2 separate regions of the Sus scrofa genome follow, and region 1 is linked to region 2. A link is a contact called in public Hi-C data. All regions are on one chromosome and are shown on one strand. Each heading gives the region's core, a stretch centred on a gene start, on an enhancer-like site or on the middle of the called end of the contact. The rest is flanking DNA. Distances are from core to core; before and after follow the strand shown. Region 1 overlaps VSIG4 (V-set and immunoglobulin domain containing 4). Region 2 overlaps MSN (moesin).

The links. Hi-C and Micro-C count contacts between places; a contact is called where the count stands out from the background.
Region 1: a Hi-C map of alveolar macrophages shows a contact between it and region 2, with 2.3 times the contacts expected there. The contact joins two enhancer-like sites. A contact is called at or near these places in 4 of 47 Hi-C or Micro-C datasets (alveolar macrophages, embryonic fibroblasts, retroperitoneal adipose tissue and 1 more) and 1 of 2 datasets of contacts at active chromatin or transcription factors (alveolar macrophages).

Annotation. Positions count from the first base shown.
Region 1 is chrX:52,174,850-52,179,135 of Sscrofa11.1, forward strand. It overlaps VSIG4 (V-set and immunoglobulin domain containing 4), which reads right to left. Exons shown (of 8, transcript NM_001244102.1): 7 at 2,506-2,527; 8 at 1,436-2,170. The coding sequence ends at 1,933. Among named protein-coding and RNA genes, the nearest start is that of VSIG4, 22 kb to the right of the region's middle. Within about 2 kb of position 2,997, at least 1 of the 83 cell types and tissues checked has an H3K27ac peak or open chromatin away from gene starts, as enhancers often do. A contact at or near this core is called in alveolar macrophages, where this site is marked.
Region 2 is chrX:51,941,482-51,945,976 of Sscrofa11.1, forward strand. It overlaps MSN (moesin), which reads left to right. Exons shown (of 13, transcript NM_001009578.1): 2 at 2,107-2,190. Among named protein-coding and RNA genes, the nearest start is that of MSN, 41 kb to the left of the region's middle. Within about 2 kb of position 1,455, at least 2 of the 83 cell types and tissues checked have an H3K27ac peak or open chromatin away from gene starts, as enhancers often do. A contact at or near this core is called in alveolar macrophages, where this site is marked.

The DNA.
Region 1 (4,286 bases), core at 1,747-4,246, 230 kb after region 2:
AATTTAGGCTATGCCTATATCTAGGATTTTCTAACTGGCTTATCTTGTATATATATTTAAAAAAAACAGTTTTGGAGCAGAGATGACTTCCAGAAGTGGCCTGCTATAATAAATATATGCTCCTAGGGGTTCACAGACCCAACTTTAGGTCTCTGTTCTACCACTGACTTGGTGTGTGTGACTTTACACAAGTCGCTTTTCCTCTTTGGGCTTCATTTACTCATCTGTAATATGGAAGAGTTAGAATATATAATCCCTAAGCTCTCTAAGACAAAAAACTCTGATATTTCCCTGGGGGTCCACAGCATCTGTGGAGGATTAGAGAAGTCCCTGGATTTGATGCTCTTCTTACTAATGGAAATGCAACTAGGATTCTCTTCCTAGTTCCAATAATTCCTTTTACTAAAGGAAAGAGGAATGGATAATGGATGTTTTCAAAGGCTTTGGGTTTGGACACAGCTGTTTCATGAAGGAAGCTGAGGTTTCCACTTGATGGGTGTCTTGTTTCAGAGGCTTGTAAGCATTATGGGGAAGAAGTTGTTCTTTTCACCAGCCATATGAAATTGGCATCTGGGGGTGAGGAAAATGCTGAGGTTTTAACTATGGACTTAGCGGGTTGGTGGTGCAAAGCAAAAGATTCTTTGTTCACTTTGTGTACAATTTTGACTTCTGTAATCAATTCATAGGGGATCGTGATTAAATCTGAGCTGAACTTGGGGTTGCATTGTAACCGAAAATAGCACATGTCAGCTTCCATGGAGAGTGAAGAAGTTTATTTGACATTAATTACATGAAGGAAAGGAAGCAATGCTGAACTTGGCCCAGAACACGTCCTCTCCAGGTAGATTAATTTAAAGGTATATGTCTGTGTGAACATATACAGACAGATAAACACACACAGACACACACAGACACACTTACACACCTCGTGCCTATTCCTGCTTGAGGAGAAATACTTCCTTGTTTTTACCCCACCCTATGTTTTAGGAAAGGACCAGGAGATAAAGATGACCTATGAAGAATAAAACTACTCCAAAGATTTTAGGATTCTAGGAGGTGGAAATCTTTGAGGGTGATATCCATACTTTGGAAAGAAGGGGAGCTCTTTATCTCTGTACCCACAGTCCCCTGAGAAAAAAAGAAAGATTCCTTATTTTTAGGTTTCTAATTGACCCAGGAAGAGTCATCCAGATAGATATGGCAGGAAGATTAGGAAGAGAACAGAAAGAAGTTGAGTACTGTTTTACCAAAGATCAATTGTGTTCTTGTGAGCTCACTGCTCAAATCAGGTAAGGGTAGTATGGATGGGAAGGAGAAAAAACAAAAAAATCAAAGGTGCTATCCATATTTCCAGGGTCCCAACTATCTCAACTAGTCTAACTTCAATCGCTTTTCTTAGGTCCTTGAGAGAAGACCAATATGACCAAGATTGCTATTATGTTTAGATATTTATTGAGCATCAAAAGGGTATGAGAACACTAGACTCACAGTGCAGGAGCAGAACTGAACTTTGGCCTGTTACATGATAATCTCAATTAAAAGCTATCTGGTACTAGACAAAGGAAAGTGATCCTGAATCTAACTGGTCCCCTGAGCTGGCAGAGCTGAGCATCCCTCTGGTGGTAAGAAGTCAAAATTCATTGGTGTCTAGAGGCAAGATGACAAAGTACTAGTTATATGTGAAATTCCCTCTGGTGTCTGGAGAGAAGCAGCAGAAGCCACAGGCAGGGATACTAGAAGGGCCTAGAGCCTGACCAGTAGCAGTCTTGCTTGAGGTGCATATGACAGCTGCTTAGGCCAAGGGACTCCAGAGTTGGCAGGAAAGATACATTGGACAATCCAGGAAGAAAAAATATTAGGAAAAGGGGTCATGCAGAGTGCTGGGACTGAGTAGGCAACCATGTTTATAGACCCTTGCCGAATAGGATACTTTTAGCAGACACCCTTGCCCTTAGTGGTCGGATGCTCATAATTCCGGGGAACTGTGTGCAGCAAGCGAGTGTAGTCACCATTGACCTGGGCGATGATCTGGTACTCCTGGCCTAGGCAAGGCTCATCAGAATAGTCGTTGCCCAGAGTCTGGGAAGGTGGATCTTCACTGGAGCAGCCACTTGCGAAGATGGCCACCCTCATGGATTCACCAGAGTCACTGGCCTCCCTGGCATGCACCCTGTGGCCAAAGAACCCAAAACCCATGAGAAGAAATTTGAATCTGGGACCCTGGTTTCCCAACTTTCTGCCCCAATTCTTGCCAACTGATCCTTAGGCACTGGCCACCCAGGGATTATAGAGGTTGGGTGAATCTGAATTATTTTGTGTTTTCATTGGGCCAGGACAGAACCATAGGAGGTGCTTCAGAAAGGGAAGAAAGTTGTGCCCTCACCCTGACAGCCTCTGGGCTTAAGATTGGTACTGTGCCAAACCTCCTTTCCTTTATGCCAGTAACCAAAAATATTGAGAGCAAAGAAGGGGTCAGAAGATACAAGAGGAGAGGGGCTATCTTACCTGGCCACTTCATATACATGCTCTAGAAAAGAAGGAAGAATCAGGTCAGAAGTCTCCATGGGGAGTGGACAAGGGCCAAGCATGGACCTTGAGTACTCATCAAAAGGTGAGGGAAGGGGAAATTGAAAGGGGCATCTCAATATGTCTCAGCCTTCCAACAAATGGGAGCTGTTGGGAAGATGAGTTGAAATACAGGGATGCAGATTTCTCAGGGAAAGGAAGAGGAAGCCTACTTGATCACGGTTATCTTTGGCAGTTTCTGACTCTGGACAGTGGGTTGGAGCAGTTGATTGGTGTGGCAGAAGGAGGAAAAAATGGACTGGACCCATTATCCACCTAGGAATCTTGCCAAAGATCCATAGAGCGTCTTTGTGGGAAGCCATTCAGAGCCCAGGCAAAAGGAGCTGAATTAATATGATGCCCAGGACCATGGCTTGAGCCATACCCAGATACATTCATCCCACACTACACCCAGGAAAGATCCTCAACTAGGTCAATATTGCCCCCTAGTGTATGTGATGGAGAAGTAAGTACATTCCTTGCAGGCTTAAAGGCTCTACAGCCTGATATAAAGATAGATGTCTCTTGAGACAGCATTTTAGGGGCTTATAATCGTTCAGGTATGCAACCAGGACTGTAAACACAGCAAAGCAGACTTGGCATTGCATCCCACAGGTCTTTGCCTTGTGATAGAGTCCTGTATTTCCACATCTTGCCTCCCCAATTGGCATAGTAACTCCCATACTATATAGTCCTTTTCACTTTGATATACCTAGTACATGGTACATAGTAGGCACTTGGTAACTACATATTAAATTGAACTGATGCCCTAAGTCTGTCTCCCTTATAGAGAGGTAGAAAGCAGAAATTCTGGGAAGGCAATTCAGAAAGGAAAAAAAAATCTAAGGACATCAGATGTATGGCTTATGTGCCTACTTGACCCCAGTGGCTAGAAATGAAATGGAATGGTGGGGGTTGATAAGATAGACCAGAAGCACATTACAGAGGGCTTTTAATGGAATACTACATTTTGACCCCTATCTCCTAAATCATGGACAGTTGTTAAAGGGAAATACTCTAATATGGTTACAGTTTATACCCAATCTCATTGAGACTATAATGAATGTTTTTTCTTTTAGTACTCCTGGTATTTGTAGCCATTTAAGATATCCCCACTTTCAAGTTTAGTCTCAGGGGTCATAGCCATGGTAATTGGCCAAGACCAGAGCTTATACTTGAGACTCAGGTGAAGGAGACCCTATTCTCTTCTTTGGTTTGAGAGATCCATGGGAGAAATCAGGCTATTTGGGAGTAGAATATATTACAGAGAAATAGACACATGAATGCTAGTTAAAATGGTTAGTGCAGCAGGAATTGAGGGGTAGTTAGGATTTACTCAGAAATCAACATCCAAATTATCTTTTTTCTCCTCTGTTGGCAAATAGTTGTTAAATGGCCCTGACAACTATGCCATAATCATGTCAGTCCTCAGCTTAAATTGTTTGTGTGATTTTTATTGCCTTTGCAAGATTTAGACTAGAAAGTCCAAATTCCTTAACCTGTTACTCAAGACCTTCTATAATTAGGAATAAATTTTTCTTTTTCCCCTGTATTTCTCTATTACTCGGCTATATGAATTTTCTTTATTGATGACCTCACTCACAGTTATCTTTTAAGATTTTGCCCCTTTACACATGTAGTCACTCCCTCCTGGAATATTGCCCCCTTCCAAATAGTTTTCATCCTCCAAGGATGAGTCTAAGTCCTGCCTCCTTCTGAAA
Region 2 (4,495 bases), core at 205-2,704:
TTAAGACAGAAACCTTGAGGTGCGAATGAGAATGGTATCTTTCAAAGTACTAAAAGGCCCACTGTCCCTTTTCTACTCTTTCCTATCCTGTCAAGTCATTGGTGTTTTCAGATCTTCCCTGTCAGCTCAAGGGTGATTTAAGGCTAGATGATCAGGCCAAATTTCAGCCCGTTAGGCCACATTCTCTCTACCTTATGAAAGTCCATTCTATGGAGGTTACCGGATTGGAAGGAAGCCTAGGTAACGCTGAGTCAAAGTGGCTAACCTTGCTCTCTGTCTCCCACTGGGGTACTTGCCATACTTGTTCCTGCCTTCATGGCCTTTCCTGTCCCATTGTCAATCCTGAAATAGATTTCCTCCTTGGCTCCCTGGTGAGATTTATTTACAAAATTGTTCCTCAGGCCTGGTCCTCATCAGAATTGTTTAGCTGGCAAAATTGCTGTCTGGCCCCCTCTTCCCCGCTAGCTGACCCCTGTGCTCAGGAAAGGCCCAGAAGTGTCGAAGACTGATAAGGCTTAATGTCTTACTCACTCTGTGGGGATTTACATCTTTGACAATTATATTTTTAGTCCTCCCCTAAAGGACAACTAATATGTGAGCATCCTAGAAAATGTAGATTTTTAATTTAAAAAATGGAGAATGTACTCATAACATAACTACCCCAAAACCAAGACTGACTAACACTTGGGTATAGTTCCAGTAACCTCTGTATTCATACTTTTTAGAAAATTGAGCTCGTAATGTCTTGTTGGTTACTATTCCTTACTTAATATTACTGAACTCTTTTTTCCCTGGGCATGAAATAGTCTTTATAAATATTTTATATGACCAAATTAAAAGCCATCTTGTGACTGTACCATATAGGTTACTTAAGCAAAATATCTAACAACTAAAAAATTTATTCTTTGATTTTTTTTTAACAGAGATATTTTTTACTTTGATGTAATGGGGACTTAATATATTGGTTTAAATTGTGAGGTTTGGCTGTAGATCTGAATTCAAACCCTGTCTTCTCCACTTAGTAGTGATGTGACTTTAGACAAATATCTAAGTCTTCATCCCCAGTATGGAGATAGTGTTCTTTACTTCACAGGGGGATTGTTGATGTTAAATGAGGCAGTCATATAAAGTGCCTAGTGAATAATACGTCTCCATACATGAAAGCTACTGCTTATGGTTGCTATTAGTATTCTTACCACCATTATCAAGTTTTCAAGCCAAAGGAACAAATCTCTACTGATAAAATTTCAGCTATCATTGACCTTGGCTATGGGATCTGCTCTTTAAGGTAGAAGGTACTTTTTCTAGTGCCTATGAAATCCTATGTGTGCCTACTTGTTATTTTCATCTGGGCCTGTCCCTGTCTCTTTTCCCTCTGCTGACTTAGGAACACCTCTGTGTTGCCCACACCCATCTCTTTTGAGGCCCCTTTCCTCTCTTGTGCCTAGGGAGACCAAGGAGACACAAATACAGGAAGTGTTAACAATGCAAGTCAGTATATAGAACCATAGATGTCAGCACTATGTAGTCATCTAGTGTAACTGACAACCTCCATCCCCTGCACTCCTGCCCTTGAACAGATGAGGGGCACTAAGGAAAGGGATAAAACTTATGCAAGGTTGTAGAGTGAGCCAGTTATGGTGCTAAGCCAGTGCTCTTTATCCTGTCCTTAACTTGGCTCTGCAAAGACCAGTGCTTTAGATAATCCAGGCCATTATCTAAAGATTATCTTTAGATAATCCAGAGCAGAGATGGGGAGAGAACGCTGTGGGCTTGGAGCTGGCTGGTATAGGTGGGGAAGGCTTCCTGGAAGAAGTACAGTTAACACTTACTTTCTCTCAATAGCAGGTTGATTTGCATTTTTTATTTGCCCCTTGGTGAGCATTGCCCTGTAGCTGTAGGTCCCCCCCGCCGGCCCCCCACCCCGTCTTCAGTAAATTGATTGGAAGTCAAGGTTGGGATATTGTTTGTTTCAATAGTCTCTCTTCCCACCAATGTCTAAATTTACTATGTTCTTGCATCTTAGTTCCCTCTCCAGAGACTTGTCCCAAGCTCTGCTGAGCACAGAGCAAGACAACTAATTTGCCTCCTTTGATTTCATCCTAGATCAATGTCCGTGTGACCACCATGGATGCAGAGCTGGAGTTTGCCATCCAGCCCAACACCACTGGCAAGCAACTGTTTGACCAGGTAAGGGAAGGACTTTTTGCTCCTTAGACTTTTCCACTACAGGTAGCTTCCACCATAATGTCTGATTCTTGGGAATGACTTCTGTTTGCTTGTCCAGAATAATTCAAAACAAAGGCTAACCTCAGCCTTCATAACAAAAGAGGCAGACTTTAACTTTGGTAGTCTGCACTTCGGATGGCTCCAGTTAATCCTATCCTTGGTGCTGAATATGGGAGAAAAGAGAAGTTATTAGGTGGAGTATGGCTGTGCTAGATGCTTTAAAAATTGTCAGCACACAGAGCCTTTCTCTCAACTCTGAAAGATATAAGTGATCTCTTTTCCATTTTTTTCTCTCTTGGCTACACCTGCAGCATATGGAAGTTCCTAGGCCAGAAGTCAAATCCAAGCTAGAGCTGCAACCTACACCACAGCAGCAGCAGTGCTGCATCCTCAACCCACTGCTCCTGGCCAGGGAGCTAACTGGCGCCTCCACAGAGACAAGTGGGGTCATTAACCCACTGCACCACTGTGGGAACTCCCTCTTCTCCATTTTAGTGATGAGACTCAGAAGTTAGATAACTTAATTGCACTCAGCTGATATCTGGTTGGAATTTGAACCCCACATTCTTGTTACTGTACAACATGGCCTCTGTTACATGTTTTTTTCTCCCTTATAGAAGGAAGCCAACATATTCTCTCTGAGGTAGTGTGCTCTCTGTACCTTTCCTTCAAGGAATATTGGAACTTGGATACCACTGGGGGTGATGAATGCAGTGGGAGGGTACCTCAGCTCCTGTAATCATGCCATGGAGATAATGCCAAAGTGGTCATTCCCATCTCCAATCCAAGGTGTGTCCCTTCACTGTGATCATCATTATCAGAAGAGATGTGCTATATGATAGCCAGGTAAGGGCTGTAGGATCTTTCAGCATTCAGAGACACTCCAGGGACCAAAGGAATGTGCCATCTGTGATCAGACTTCCAGGAGTAAACATGGGGCTCCCATTTCCAGAGACTGGGATTCCTCCATATGGGCCATTATTCCATTTCCCCACCAGCCTCTAGTGAGGTGGGAGTTGGAAATTGTCCAGGATATTGGGACTACATATCCCCTCAATGGCTTTTCCAGGCCCTTTTGCTCCACTTTCTCCTTTGCCTTTTGAGTATCTCTGCTTTCTGAATGCTTATCCAGAGTTGGGAAGGGAAAGGAAGAAAGAGGTTATATTCAAATGGGATCATTCTATTCCTATCAATATTCCCGCCCAACTGGTGAAGGGAGAGAATGGAGATGGGGTGGTATAGGGCTGTTTTCCATTCAGATCTTTATGTAGAGGGAAGGAGGAAGGCATGGCTAGCAATGTGAGGACTGTTTGGGCCTATCTCCTGAGTCCCTGATGTCCTGTAGTAGAATGGGAAAATTGTTGTTTATGGCTAATACAGATGAAAGTTAACATTTATTCAGGACTTACTATATGCCAGGTACTGTGACAGGCATTTTGTGTACCATATCATGTGATCATTACAAGACCCTGTGAATGCAGGGATTAGTACTGGCTCCATTTTACAGATGAGGAAACAAAATCTTCATTTTCCTAGTTAGACCTTGGGAAAATTTTTGAACCTGTTTTGGGTTGGTAGTCTCATCCCAAAAAAATTGGGCCCAATATCTTACCTCACGGGCTTTTTGTGAGGTTATAAAAGAGTGTATTGCTTATATCTCACTTGCTACCCAGAAAACTTATTGTCAGGATACACAAAATCCAAAAGGATAAATTAGAAATAGGTGAGAAAGACAATTAAGAAAATACAAATAGAGAAATGAGTGTTATGTGAAGCATCCAGTGTGTAGTAGAGAAGTAATAAATGATAGCTCTCAAATGCCATGATACTTGTCTCATTAATCAACTAGAGTTGGGAGAAGGTCTTGAAGATCTCAGAGTATCTAACTTTGGATTTAGCTAGAACTTGCTTCTTCCCTGGAGTTTGTTTAGTATTGAATGGCGAAAGGTAGTCAAAGTACAAATTAGGCAAAGGAACATTTAAACGCATATTTACTACAATTAAAGTAATGTACTGAGATTCACATAGTTCACAAGTGATTACAGTGCTAGTCAGGAATGACTGAATGCATTTTGATTACATTAAGCTTTTGCATTTCCCTTTGCATGCAGGTTTTATATTGGAAAGCTTTTAAAGGAACAGCCTGGTGAAGTTGATGGCACTGGATAGAATGTTAGAAATCTTGGGCATTAGAGCTGGCTCTACCACTGTCTCTCCTGATACATTTCAGAAAACTTCCTCCTCTTTGGGCTGCAGTTTCCCCATC